2 separate regions of the Sus scrofa genome follow, and region 2 is linked to region 1. The links are chromatin contacts, called in public HiChIP or PLAC-seq maps. All regions are on one chromosome and are shown on one strand. Each heading gives the region's core, a stretch centred on a gene start, on an enhancer-like site or on the middle of the called end of the contact. The rest is flanking DNA. Distances are from core to core; before and after follow the strand shown. Region 1 has its middle 28 kb from the start of SIAH1. Region 2 has its middle 11 kb from the start of N4BP1.

Evidence for each region. HiChIP or PLAC-seq counts read pairs in DNA pulled down with a chosen protein or histone mark.
Region 2: an H3K27ac HiChIP or PLAC-seq map of alveolar macrophages shows a contact between it and region 1. The contact joins two enhancer-like sites. A contact is called at or near these places in 3 of 47 Hi-C or Micro-C datasets (embryonic fibroblasts, retroperitoneal adipose tissue and subcutaneous adipose tissue) and 2 of 2 datasets of contacts at active chromatin or transcription factors (alveolar macrophages and skeletal muscle).

Annotation. Positions count from the first base shown.
Region 1 is chr6:36,306,329-36,313,334 of Sscrofa11.1, reverse strand. No RefSeq gene overlaps it. Among named protein-coding and RNA genes, the nearest start is that of SIAH1, 28 kb to the left of the region's middle. Within about 2 kb of position 3,729, at least 31 of the 83 cell types and tissues checked have an H3K27ac peak or open chromatin away from gene starts, as enhancers often do. A contact at or near this core is called in alveolar macrophages, retroperitoneal adipose tissue, skeletal muscle and 1 more, where this site is marked.
Region 2 is chr6:36,107,323-36,114,328 of Sscrofa11.1, reverse strand. No RefSeq gene overlaps it. Among named protein-coding and RNA genes, the nearest start is that of N4BP1, 11 kb to the left of the region's middle. Within about 2 kb of position 3,503, at least 47 of the 83 cell types and tissues checked have an H3K27ac peak or open chromatin away from gene starts, as enhancers often do. A contact at or near this core is called in alveolar macrophages, retroperitoneal adipose tissue, skeletal muscle and 1 more, where this site is marked.

The DNA of each region.
Region 1 (7,006 bases), core at 2,480-4,979:
ACTTTAAAATGTTAGAGCTTCCCAGAGTTCCTTTTGTGGCTTAGTGGGTTAAGAACCCAACTAGTATCCATGACAATGCAGGTTTGATCCCTGGCCTCGCTCAGTGGGTTAAGGATCCGGCATTGCTGTGAGCTGTGGTGTAGGTCACAGATGCAGATCAGATCTGGTGTTGCTGTGGCTGTGGTGTAGGCCAGCAGCTGTAGCTCCAATTTGCCCCCTAGCCATGGGTGCAGCCCTAAAAAGACAAAAAAAAAAAAAAAAAAAAAAAAGTTAGAGCTGGAGAAACATCCCCAGTTATTGGATGGAATGCTCACAAACCCTTCTTTACTATCTAATGTTATCTAACATAAAGAATTGGGCAAAACTTCTTGTCATCCTAGAAGGTAAAATAAGAGCTCGTTTCTTTTTTTTTTTTTTTTTTTTTTTTTTTGGTCTTTTTGCCATTTCTTGGGCCGCTCCCATGGCATATGGAGGTTCCCAGGCTAGGGGTCAAACCAGAGCTGTAGCCACTGGCCTACGCCAGAGCCACAGCAACACGGGATCCGAGCCGCGTCTGCGACCTACACCACAGTTCACAGCAACGCCGGATCCTTAACCCACTGAGCAAGGGCAGGGACCGAACCCGCAACCTCACGGTTCCTAGTCGGATTCGTTAACCACTGCGCCACGACGGGAACTCCTCTTTATTCTTTAGACAAAAACAAACAACCCTGTTTGTTAGGTGGAACCACATGTGAGATTCTAGGGGGCTTAAAAGACTCTAAACTGACCTCACACACCATGCTTCCCAAGTGAACCCAAATCTGCACCTGACTGCGGAGAGAGGGCTCATCGGTCGCTTCCCCGAGAAGCCGGGCTGCTGCATGTCCTCATTTCCTAAGGATGTGCAGCAACAAATCAGAAGCAGGCCAGGGGTCACCGAGCACACGCCTGCGTGATGCCTACCAAGGGCTGCCAGGCAGCTGCATGCTCGCCTCATCCCCTGGCAGTGTCCCTGTGTCACGGAGGCTGACGGGGTGGTTTCCTCGGGGTCCTACAGAGATCAAGGATGGTCAATGTCCAGGAAGTGGGTTCTGCCCTTTGAGCTGGCAGGGCAGGCCAGAGGTCTCTTCTGTCTAGCCCTGCCCCTTCTTGGCCCTCACACAAGAATTTTGTGACACCCCTTTGCACCTCCTAAATGTTAATTGCAGATGTGTGTCTGCACAGGACTGCCTCGGCAAGATGCACGGCAGCCCCCACCAGTGGAAACACCTCTGCTAAAAAGGTAAGGGAGTCAGGGCGAGGACACAATTGCACAAGCCTCAGCTCACCCAATTTTTCCATGAAGAACAATTTGTTACTTAGCAACCAAAGCAACTGGGCCGAGGCTCAGGAAGTCACTTACCCCAAACAGTACACTAAAACCACCTGTGACCCCAGCCTTGTCCACCAGTCTTCAAATGTGGGTTTTTGGAGTTTCCTGGTGGCCTAGCAGTTAAGGACTCAGTGTTGGTTACTGTGGCGAGTGTTCGATCCCTATAGGAACTTCTGCACTCCTCAGCCATGGCCAAAAAAAAAGAACAAATGTGGGTTCATTAGAATGGAATGATGCATGTATTTGTTGAAAACGCTTTATTTGTATATTTATTTTCTGCTTTTTATTTTATTTTATGTTATTGATTTATTTATTTTTGTCTTTTTGCCTTTTCTAGGGCCGCTCCCGCGGCATATGGGGGTTCCCAGGCTAGGGGTCGAATCGGAGCTGTAGCCACTGGCCTACGCCAGGGCCACAGCAACACTGGTATCCGAGCCGCATCTTCAACCTACACCACAACTCTCGGCAATGCTGGATCCTTAACCCACTGAGAAAGGCCAGGGACCGAACCCACAACCTCATGGTTCCTAGTCGGATTCATTAACCACCGAGCCACGACGGAAACTCCTAGCCCTGCACACTTCTAAGCACAAGGGCCCTAGACCAACTGAGTGGCTCGGGGTAAGTACCTCTTGCACCGCTTAGCACAACTCTCAAAGTGGTGGCCGTGTGGCCATGACGTCAGAAGGCGGAGGTCAGGCTGAAACCACCTTCCTGGGGTGTGCTTTAGCACGTTGTCCCCAAACACCACGCTGGTGCCCCTGTTTCCTGGCTCACTCTAAGAGGTGTCAAATGATAGCCCCCCAATTTGGTGAGTTCTGTAATTTCTTGGTTTGATTTTTTTTTTTTTTAAGAAAATTGGCCAGATGACTCATCAGGTTTAGATGGACCCAATCAATTGGTCAATGAGGAGGGGAGGTGAGGAGCTGAATTTTTTTTTTTTTTTGGCTTCCCCTGTGGCATGAGGAAGTTCCAGGGCCAGGGATGGAACCTGTGCCACAGCAGCGACTCAAGCTGCAGCAGTGACAACACTGGATCCTTAACCCCTTGTGGGGAACTCCAAGGAACTGAAATATTGATTTTTCTACTAGTCAATGTAGATAGGGCCAAGTGGATATGATTTGGGGGAGAAGAAAGGAGCTGATTCTAATGAAGAAGTCTAGGTCCCAGGGGAGCAGACACATGCAAAAACATGAAATTTCATGAAAACCCATAAACATCCACATAGAGAGTGGGATGCAAGCAGGGAAACTCTAGCAGGTGGGTTGCAGGATGCTGCTGGGGCCAATCCTGCAGCTCATATCACAGAGTTTCTGCTTCATGTCACATATGGGGAGCCATCAGAGAGCAAACAGATCTGAGCAAACAGATCTGATCGGTGCCTGAGCAAGACTGACTGTTAACTCCAAGAGGGACCTCGGAGGGCCGAGAGGGGCATCAGGGGACAGTGAGAGGCTGTGGCAGTTCCCCAGGTGATGGGTGATCCGGGCTTTGGTCATGCTGGCTCGAGTGTAGAGAGAAGAAGGGAACTGGAGATTTATTCTGGGAAGGAAATCCACAGGACTAGCTATTGAGAGGAGAAACAAGAAAGAGTAAAAAGAATTGTTTTGCTTGAGCACCAGGTGGGGTTATTTATTTAATGAAATGGTAAAAACTGGGAAGGGAGGAGCTGGTGTGCTCAGGATGGAGTGAGAAAATAAGCCAAAAATTGGAATGCTTATAAAAAGCTATGCCTGGGGCCAGCCTAGACCCCTTCAAGAGCACAAGGGCTCAGGGTGGACCAGACATGGGACTCCCCGACTTAAAACTCTCTGCGGCTTCCTCATGCCTAAAGCACCCGTGGTCACCTGTGCCTGTGTTTCTGAGTCACCTGTGAGCCCTCTCGAAGCGGGTGGCCTCCTACATAGCTCAAGAGCAGAGGCCTCTCCCTCAGGACACAGAATTGGCCCTTGGCGGGGTGGTTGCCTCTGGGAGTTTACCAGGCGCTGTTTACACCCTCAAAGTCTTCTGCTCACAAAGTAATTGTATACAGATTATAAAAATTCGAATGATACAGAAAGGTTTTTTTTTTTTTAAAAAGGAACAAAACCTTGGAGAGGGCAAGGCCCATCCAGTCCCCCTGGCCCCTCATACTCATATTTACTCCGACCAAAGGGGGTCTAACTGGCCAGATCTGGGATCTGAAAATGGTACATCCTTTCCTGACAGCACCCGGGCTTGCCAGCAGACAGCCGGGCGCTGGCAAACACCCTCCGTAAGTCACTCGGGGGAAAGTTGAGAAGGCCTGAAATTCCAAGAAGGTGTAGGAACTGCAGTGTCAGGAGGGGAAGTCTGCGAGCCCATGCTGTGTGATTAGCCAACCTGCCGAAATATGTTCAGGGCCAGTAGCCAGGGCCACCTCCTCAGAGGCTTGGAGGGCAGAAGCTCTGAGTGAGTCAGGAAGTCTGCAAATATTCTAACTACTTTCACTTTTAAAAGTCAACATTCCAATGATTTTTAAATAGATCATCCATGTCCACAGTAAAAAATAAAATTCCAATATTGCAAAAGGTCTACAGGAAAAAGGAATTCTCCCTCCCATCCCTGTCCTGTTACAAGATGTCCTGTTTCTTTCCAGGAACTGAGCTGTGTGCAGGGACCTGGCCCCTCCTTTTCCCTCTAGTGGAGCCATATATGGCTTCATGGCCCTTCCTTCTGCCCTTCTCACCTGCAGTTGAGTCGAAGGCCCTTACTCTGTCTACTGTGCAGCGCATGACCGTCCGTGGGCACCTGGCTAAGCGCTTAGTGGCTCTGCCCATGGTGGTGTTACCTAAGATCCTGGATGGAATGATTCTTGAAATAGTTGGGTTGCAGGACATGAGAGCCAATGGTTAGATCTGTGCCAAAAACATACACATTTGGAGTTCCCTTGTGGCTCCGTGGGTTAAGAACCCGACATAGTGTCCATGAAAGTGCGGGTTTGATCCCTGGCATGGCTCAGTGGGTTAAGGATCCGGTGTTGCCACAAGCTTTGGCATAGGTCACAGATGTGGCTCAGATCTGGTGTTGCTTTGTCTGTGGTGTTGGCCGGCAGTGCAGCTCCAACTTGACCCCTAGCCTGGGAATGTCCATATGCTGCAGGTGCGGCCCTAAAAAGAAAATGAACAAAGAAACATACAAATTTCATACGACTACTTCTTGGTGATTCATAGGAGTGAAGGAAAGAGAAGATGTATGAATACCCTCACTAATAGACTGACCCCTATTCGCTCTGCCTCTGTCTTTGTCTCTCTTTCTCCTCCCTCTCCCTTCCCTCCCAATCTTCCATAGATCCTACAAGTAGACAGAAAGCCTGATCTGATTTCTTTACCTTCTGGCTGATCCAAGGTAGTGGGCATGTTTTGTTTTGTTTTGTTTTGTTTTGTTTTTGCTTTTTAGGGCTGCACTCATGCCATATGGAGGTTCCCAGGCTAGGGATCTAATTGGAGCTACAGCTGCTGGCCCCAGCAACACCAGATCCGAGCCATGTCTGCAACCTACATCACAGCTCACAGCAACATCGGATCCTTAACCCACTGAGTGCGGCCAGGGATTGAACCCACAACCTCATGGTTCCTAGTTGGATTCCTTTCTGCGGAGCCATGACGGGAACTCCCAAGGTAGTGGTTTTGTGAAGAAGTTCTCTGCCAAATTCATTTATTCTACAAATTCATTCATTCCACAGATTCATTCCACAAATTCCGAGTGTCAGAGAGGGAACAGTGTTCACACAAGCCTGACGTGCCTACACTTTGTAGAGCCTACAGTGTAGTTGGGGAGGCAGGCGGGCCAACAGCTATGTCAGAATAGGCAATAAGTGCCCTGGAGAGGAAAGAGGGGATGCCAACAGCGGTGATAGAGGAGCAGCAGGGAAGGCTTCCTAGAGGAGGTGATATTTTCGCTGAGATCTGAAGAATGAGTAGAGTCAGTCAGGTAAGGTGGGAGTGTGTATTAGGAAGGGAGAAATGCAAATACAAAGAGTGGAAGGCCGATGGGGGATGGCCCATTGGGAAAAAACTAAAAGAAATGGCATTTGCAAGACAGGAAGACCATATGGGTTAAGACCTTATGGTTTTGTTTTGTTTTTTGGTTTTTTTTGTCTTTTCTAGGGCTGCTGCTGAGGCACATGGAGATTCCCAGGCTAGGGGTCTAATCAGAGCTGTAGTCACAGCAACGCCGGATCCTTAACCCAGGGATCGAACCTGCAACCTCATGGTTCCTAGTCGGATTCGTTAACCACTGCGCCACGATGGGAACTCCAAGTTCTTATGCTTTATAAGAGTTAGACTGCCAGAGTTCAAATTCCAGCTTACAAATCACTTACCGGCTATGTGCCTTTAGGCAAGTCATTTAACCTCTCTGTGCTCAGTTCCCTCATCTATAAAATAGGACTGATAAGTACACCCACTTCATAGGATGGAACTGAGACGGTCTAGGTGAAATGGCTTAGAAGAGTGCATAGCACTCACCGAGTAAGTCTTAGCTATTATTTAAGTTTTATTTGGCTGCCCTGGTGACCAGGCATGGGGCGGGGGTGGGGGTAGGGACCAAAAGAAGACGCGGGGGGGTGGGAAGGGCAGGGACAGGCCTTTCAATAAATGTTAAGAGGTTAGGCTTTTTCTCTCACCAGGGGATAAATGAGTTTCAGGAACTAAAGAGAAGCCATGAGCAACAAAAGGCCGGGGCGTGTGCCTTGATGAAAGAGCCAGCTCTTGGTGAGACCCACCCAGTGCCTGCTATAGACAGAGAGGGACAGGCCAGGGCCAGGTATGGACCAGCAGTGAGTGTCACCTCTCTGGGTCTGTGCCCTCAATCAAGAAAAGTTTTTTCAGGGACTAAGTGAGATGAGGGAGGTCAGATGCCTCTGCTGAGTACCCAGCACGAAAGGGTGAGTTCCATAGTGGCTGGTGCCTTTCCCCTGTGTTCCAGAGATAGTTCTTATATGTAACGACTTCAGTGTTTTCTTTTCTCTCTCTTTTTTTTTAGGGTTTGGGAATATAGAAGTTCCCAGGCTAAGGGTCGAATCAGAGCTACTGATACCAGCCTATACCATAGCCACAGCAACAAGGGATCTGAGCCATGTCTGCAACCTACACCACAGCTTGTGGCAATGCCAGATCTTTAACCCACTGAGCGAGGCCAGGGATCAAACCTGCATCCTCATGGAGACAACATCTGGTGCTTAACCTGCTGAGCCACAATGGGAACACCACAACTACAGTGTTCTTATTCTACCCCCTTTACTGAACCTAAACGGAATTTCTCTTTACGGAGATCTCTGATTTTCCCAGACACACCTCTCTTTATTAACCTACCCTGGAACCACATTCCAGGGGCTCAGCTCTTGATTCTGACCAGCCTGCGCTGTTTCCAGCCGCTGGAGGGGTGCTGCGACTTGGCCAACATCCCACACGGTCCACGGTGATTTTAATTTGACTCAATAAAATAGGCAATTAGCACTTCTCTGGGAAAAGAGAGATAAACCATCACATAAGTTACGCCAGAATGTGGAATGTTTTTAAACTCAGAAACAATGGATCTAGAAGTTTGCCAGCAGTGCTGTCATCATTTTTATGAGTTACATGATTCCTGAAATATTTTGTGTTCTGTTAGTTCATCTTCAGTATCCAGGAA
Region 2 (7,006 bases), core at 2,254-4,753, 200 kb after region 1:
GTAGGAGGTAGATGGGCCCCTGGGCTGAGAACAGCTGGGACCCAATGGGCTGAGTAAATTGGGTCTTGCTCCCCTTTGACACGTCAAGGAAAAAGTTATTGGCAGGAGCTGAGCTCTGCCGGAGTAGAAAGATAAAATGATCACTTCAGGAGTTCCTGTCATGGCTCCGTGGAGACGAATCTCACGAGCATCCATGAGGACGCAGGTTTGATCCCAGGCCTTGCTCAGTGGGTTGAGGATCCGGCGTTGCCGTGAGCTGTGTGGTGTAGGTCACAGATGCGGCTTGGATCCTGAGTTGCTGTGGCTGTGGTGTAGGCCAGTGGCTACAGCTCTGATTCAACCCCTAGCCTGGGAACCTCCATATGCTGTGGGTGCAGCCCTCGAAAGACAAAAAACAAACACCTGTTGTCACAGTCTTTGCTTCCTTGAAACTTTCTGGATTTCAGCAGGGGGCAAGAATCAGGGCAACTCTGTTTTTAGCCTCTGGTCAGTCTAGTGCCAGGATTCCTGGTTTTCAACCAGGCTGTCCAGGTTAAGTTCCTGAGCAGAAAATCAAGATCTTGCTTCAAGCCATTGCTCATTGCTGTCTCTCAGAGATCACCTGCAACGGAAAGATGAAGAATAGAGAAAAAGCGCATCCCCACCGCAATGAGGATTCTGCAAAGGAAAAGCTGTGTTTATGCCACTTTACAAACAGCTGGCCAGGGACGGCCCCTCTGAGGGGCTGACGTGTGAGCAGAGATCTGGATGGGGAGGTGGGGGGACATGTAGAGAAGAGCTTCGGGGCAGAGAGCGTGGTTAGTGTGTTTGCAGAGCCCCGAGGAGGCCCATGTGCCTGGAGCTGGAGCTGGAGCTGGGGGGTGAGGAGAGGCGAAGGGGGGTTTTGAGGTTGAGAGGAGGGCAGGAGCCAGAGCCAGGGGGCCTGATGGACCTGGGAAAGACGTCAGACTTTATTTTACATAGACGGGGAGTTATCAGAAGGTGGTAAGGTCCCCAAATCCCAGAGGCAAGGGCTTGGGCTTCAGCATCCTGGTAGTCTGGTTTCCTGTTTGTGGAGAGGGCGTGGTTGAGTCTGGGTGGAGGGGCGGGGTGGGGGGGCGCGGCGGTGGCTCATGTGACAGATGAGTTTGTGGAGCTGGAGGGGAGACCAGCTCAGCCTCACGCACTGCAGTCGGGTCTGGGCACCTGGCTGCGCACAGCCGCCTTCAAAACAAAACAGCCCAAGGACAGGCATCGGCTTGGTGGGACCTCTGGGCTGAGTCACGTGGGCGGTGGAGTTTTAGACAACAAGCTTCACCGGAGTGTCTACAAGGCTCCGAGCATTCTCTAGACACGGGGTGGGAGAGAGGACAGCGATGGCTAAGGTGAGCTCTGCTTGTCTTCCTGGAGGAGAAGGAAGTTGTGATGTCTTCAGAGTGAAAGAGAGGAGCTGTCACCACCACAGGGAGAGCTGAGGGGCACTGAGAAGGCGCAGAGACCGCACTCGAGAAGGGGATTGGCTGAAGGTGCTGTGGCCGGAAGATATGCTATACAAGCTGTATAAACATCTGTGTATGTTATATGCACCGCTTTTGCAAATACTCCTTTCATGCTTAACCCTATGTGAGAAGCTGGGCTATGCACACAGCACTTCCAACAGAAAGTCTTCTGCAGGAGTTCCAATCGTGACTCAGTGGAAATGAATCTGACTAGTATCCATGAGAACGTGGGTTTGACCCCTAGCCTTGCTCAGTGGGTTATGGATCCGGTGTTGCCATGAGCTGTGGTCTAGGTTGCAGAAGCAGCTCGGATCCCGAGTTCTGATGGCTGTGGTGTAGGCGGGCAGCTGTAGCTCAGATTCGACCCCTAGCCTGGGAACCTCCATATGCTGTGGGTGTGACCCTAAAAAGACCAAGAAAAAAAGAGAGAGAGAGAGAGAGAGAGAGAGAGAGAGAGAGAGAGAGAGGAAACGTCTCCTGCAAATGATTGATGGGTTGACTCTACACAAACAATCCTGCTGAGCCCCCACAAACAACCCTGGGAGGTAGGCATCCTGCTCACTTTACAGATGAGGAAGCTGAAACTTAAGGAGGTTGAGGAACTTGTCAGAAGTCTCTACCATAAGGAAGAGGCAGGGTAGAGCTGGCTGGCACAGAGATCTGCAAAATCGAAGACTTCTCCGCAGAAGCAGAAGGGTGGAGGCCTGCTGTGGGGCCCCTCCAGCACCGGCTGGCTGAGGTCTGAGGACCTGCGCACCCTGAGATGCTATCTTGCTTTCAGGGCCGGGCAGGCTCACAGGAAGCCAGGTCTCCACCCTGTTCCTCCAGCTTCCAGAGTAAAAAATAACTTGGGCAGTTTCCGGAAGCATATGCATACTGCAGGAAGGACGTGGGATAGCAGTCAAGGTTCCCTTTGTTCTCTAAGGGGGCAAAACGCATAGCCAGCTCTCCCCAGCTCCCCTCCCCACTCTCCCATCCCCACCTCTCGCCTCCTCTCATTCTGAATTCCTGGGAGAGAATTTCCTTTGTGGCTCAGCAGTTAACGAACCCGACTAGTATCTGTGAAGATGTGGGTTCGATCCCTGGCCTTGCTCAGTGGGTTAAGGATCTGGCTTTGCTGTGAGCTGTGGTGTAGGTCGCAGACTCGGCTTGGATCCCACACTGCTGTGCCTGTGGTGTAGGCGGCCGTTGTAGCTCCGATTTGACCCCTAACCTGGGAACTTCCATATGCCGAGGGTGCGGTCCTAAAAAGCAAAGCAAAGCAAAACAAAACAAAACACAGAACTCCTGGGAGAGCTTGTACTGGAATCCCAGAGTTTTTCCTAAGTGTGGAAAGCACACCACTGACGGGATGGCAAACGATATTCATTGGGAAACAGCCAGGCTTTTAAGGAATTGTAATTGTAATGTGTTTATTTTCACGGTTCTGTTTTTGGCAAGAAATACCAGACTCCCAATCATTGTGGCAATAAAATGCTTCCCTTTTAATTGTATTTGACTTTTAAAAATGAGTTGATTTTAAGAAAAATGTTAACCGAGTAGTAACTCGGGTAGGGTGGAGATCTGGCCAGAGAAGAGGGATGAAAAGGACCCAAGTGCAGGAAATACTCAGCTCTGAACCCAGGACATCATCCTGGATGCAGGGATGGGCTCATAGCAGCAAATCTTTTTGGAAGAGCCACGTATGGGTCAAAGGGCAGCCCAGGCACCGGCAGGACAGAAGTCTTGACTCTGCCTTTCTCCGTGGGGGCCTGCATGAGCCTCCCGGCTCCCAGCCGAGTTCCCCTTTTCTGCAATGAGGAGGTTCCGGGCCCTTCCAGCCGACGACGCATTCTCATTCTTTCACTCTCCTGCCAGCCAGAGCTTAGACCAGGAGACGGTGTAACAGGAAACGATTTCACAAGCACAAGTCGCCTCGCTATCAAATATTTATCGCGCCCCTCCGCGCACGGGGTACCTCTACTCTCTCTAGGAAAGTCTTTTTATAAGCAAGGCTTTCTTGATCCAGCCTCCACAGCCCAGGGCGCCACCTGCTGTCCCCACGGCGCCAGTGCAGCCTCCGATTTTCGAGCCCCCTTCCCCGGGAGGGACAGGGAGAATCCCTGGGAAATCCGGGGACGCCGATCTTTTGGGAGGAGGTAGCGAGGCCAAAAGGGGATGCAAAGTAAATGGATCTCGGTGATGGGCAGAAAAGCCTCCCACGGATTGGAAGGGACCTCGGAGGGAACCGAAGGAAAGTGGTCAGCCGCAGCGCTGGCGTCCCGCCGTGCTTTTCTCTGACAAAAACGCTCACAACTGGCAGCTCCAGGCAACCAAGGGGACTGGATCTGCTCCCCAGCACAGCCCAGAGTGTGGAGAGAGCAACTTGGGAGCTGCATCAGAAGCTCAATAAATGGATGACGAAGCTCAGTAATTGGGACACTGCACTCTCTTTTTGCTGCTTTAAGTGGAGAGAGAGGCTATACAAGATTCAAGGTACAGAAAGGGCAATCCCCGGCCCCGTCCTCCCAACACACACAAGGAAATAGCTCCCTCAAGCTCTCTTAGCAGCCTCAGCGAGGCCTCCTCTGCTTCCAGAATGACATCTGCAGGTCAGTCGGCCTACCAACCCCCACCCCCAGAGCACCAAGCCCGCCCCCTAGTGGAAGCTAGAGCAAATGTCTCCAAATCTCCTTAAGTTTTGCAGCTGAAGGGTGGGGTGCAGTGTAGGAGCACAGACTCCCGGCCAAACGTGTTCTATCGCTTTGGTCTGGGTTGGCGGGGGCAGGGCGGGATGCATTAGAATAGGAGTGCTGTGGTCTTACCAGTAGGTTCTGGGGCGGTGGGTTTGGGGTGGGGTCCAGGAAGGCACCCTCCAATGACTCTGGCCCTCCAAAGGTGGCACACCACTGCACTGGCCAAAGGCCCTCCTTTCTCCAGGATTCTTCCAGATGCGGTGAAAAAAGACCCGTGATTGCGGGAACTTACTTTGGGAGACCTACTACCCCTGGGGCTTTATAAGAATTCTCATTCAGTGCTCACCACTGCCCTTTGAGTGGCGCCATCTCTCTGGGGAAGGGTTTTAAAGAAAGGGGAGACTAAGGCTTAGAGGATTCCTTCGCTTGCCCCAGACTCGTAAATGGCAGGGACCAGGTTGGAATTCAGCGCATTCTGATTTCCAAGCACATGTACTTTTTTTCCTATTTCCGTGACAGTGATTCTCTTGATTTATCTTATTTGGGCCTAATGATTTTAAAGTTGATTTTCAAAATAGGTGGTACAGGAATGTGGCTCAAAAATATCTAAAAAAGTGATGAAACATACTTAGTACCATTGCACAGCAATATGACTACATGTAACCCTCCTGACCCGCTGCACTGGAAAATTTAAAGATGGTGATTTTTGCTATGGTTTTTTAATCACATTAAAAAAAAAAAAAAAAGGCATTCAGGGAGTTCCTGTTGTGGCTCAGCAGTAATGAACCTGACTAGTATCCATGAGGCTGCAGGTTCCATCCCTGGCCTCTCTCAGTGGGTTAAGGATCTGGGGCATTGCCGAGAGCTGTGAGCTGTGGTGTAGGTTGCATGTTGCTGTGGCTATGCCCTAGGTTGGCAGCTGTAGCTCTGATTCGACCCCTAACCTAGGAATTTCCACATGCAGCAGGTGCAGCCCGAAAAGAAAAGGAAAGAAAAGAAAAAGGCATTCAGAGGAAGGATTCCCTCTTGCCTTTGTACCCTGTCTGTCTCGTGACCCCTCACCATGGGTAACCATTGTCATTAGTTTTATATGGATCTTTCACTTTTACTTGTTTATTTATGGCAGCACCCAAGGCATGTGGAAGTTCCCAGGCCAGGGACTGAACCTGTGCCACAGCAGTTGGATCTTTAACCTCTATGTCACCAGGGAACTCCTGGACCTTTCGTTTTTAAAAAGTACACACAGTAAATACGAATACATCTCCCCCCTCCCCTTTTGCATAAATCGGCATCTTATAACTGTATAGGATATCTTGGAGATATTTCTTTTTTTTTTAATGGAAGTTCCTGGGCTAGGGGTTGGATTGGAGCTGCAGCTGCCAACCTTTGCCCGAGCAACGCAACGCAGGATCTACAATGCAGCTTGCAGCAATATGGGATCCTTAACCCACTGAGCATGGCCAAGGATCGAACTCGCATCCTCATGGACACTATATCTGGTTTTTACCCTCTGAGCAAATTAATTTTTGAAATTAATTAAAATTTTAAAATTGAGATGTAATCAACATACAACATTATATGAGTTCCAGGTGTACAACGTAATGATTCAATAACTGTATACATTGTGACACAATCTCCCTAATAAGTCTTAGTTAACATCCATCATCTTTCATGGTTACAGAAATTTTTTTCTTTTTGTCTTTTTAGGGCCGTTCCAGGAGCATATGGACGTTCCCAGGCTAGGGGTTGACTCTTAGCTGTAGCTGCTGGCCTGTGCCACAGCCTACAACAATGTGGGATCCGAGAGGTGTCTGTAACCTGCACTACAGCCACAGCCACGCCAGATCCTTAACCCACTGAGCGTGGCCAGGGATCGAACCTGTGTCCTCATGGATTCTAATTGTGTTCATTACTACTGACTGAGCCACAATGGGAACTCCTTTTTTTTTCCTCTTGTGACAAGAATCTTTAATATCTACTCTCTTAGCAACTTTCAAATATGCAGTACAGTATTATCAACTATAGTCGCCCTGTTGTATGTTACATCTCCAGACATCTATTTTATAACTGGAAGTTTGTACCTTTTGACTCTCTTCACCCATATTCCCCACCCTTCTAACCCCCTGCTCTGTATCTACGGGTGTGTGTGTGTGTGTGTGTGTGTGTGTTTGTGTGTGTGTTTTAGATTTCAATAAATGAGATCATGCAGTATTTGTTTTTCTCTGACTCATTTCCCTGAGCATAACACCCTCAAGGTCCACTCAGGTTGTCACAAATGGCAGGATTTCCTTCTTTTTTTATGATCAAATAGTATTCCATTGTGTGTGTGTACACACACACACACACACACACACACACACACACCACATCTCCTTTATCCATTCATCCATGGACACTTAGTGTCTCCACGTCTTGGCTGTTGCATAATGCTGCCTCTCCTTCTGTTTGTCAGCTGCTGTAGTACCTCACTGCACAGAGACCATAGTTTCCATAGTTTTGATCACCACTGCCCTGCTGATGGGCTTTAGGTTTGTTTCCAGTCTTTCCGTTTTTTTTTTTTTTTTTTTTAAATAGCTGCACTGGCAGAGCCTCCTTGCCTGCTGGCTCGCAACTCTCACAAGTGTCCTATCTTAATAAATCTATTTCTTGCCTATCGGAAAAAAAAAAAAAAGGCTGCACCTGTAGTACGTGGAAGTTCCCTGGCCAAGGATTGAATCTGAGCTGCAACAACACTGGATGATCCTTTAACCTACTTTCCCAAGCTGGGGATTGAACCCGTGCCTTTGCAGTGGCTCCAGTGGGATTCTTAACCCACTGCGCCACAGTGGGAACCTTCTGTTTCGAGGCTCTTGA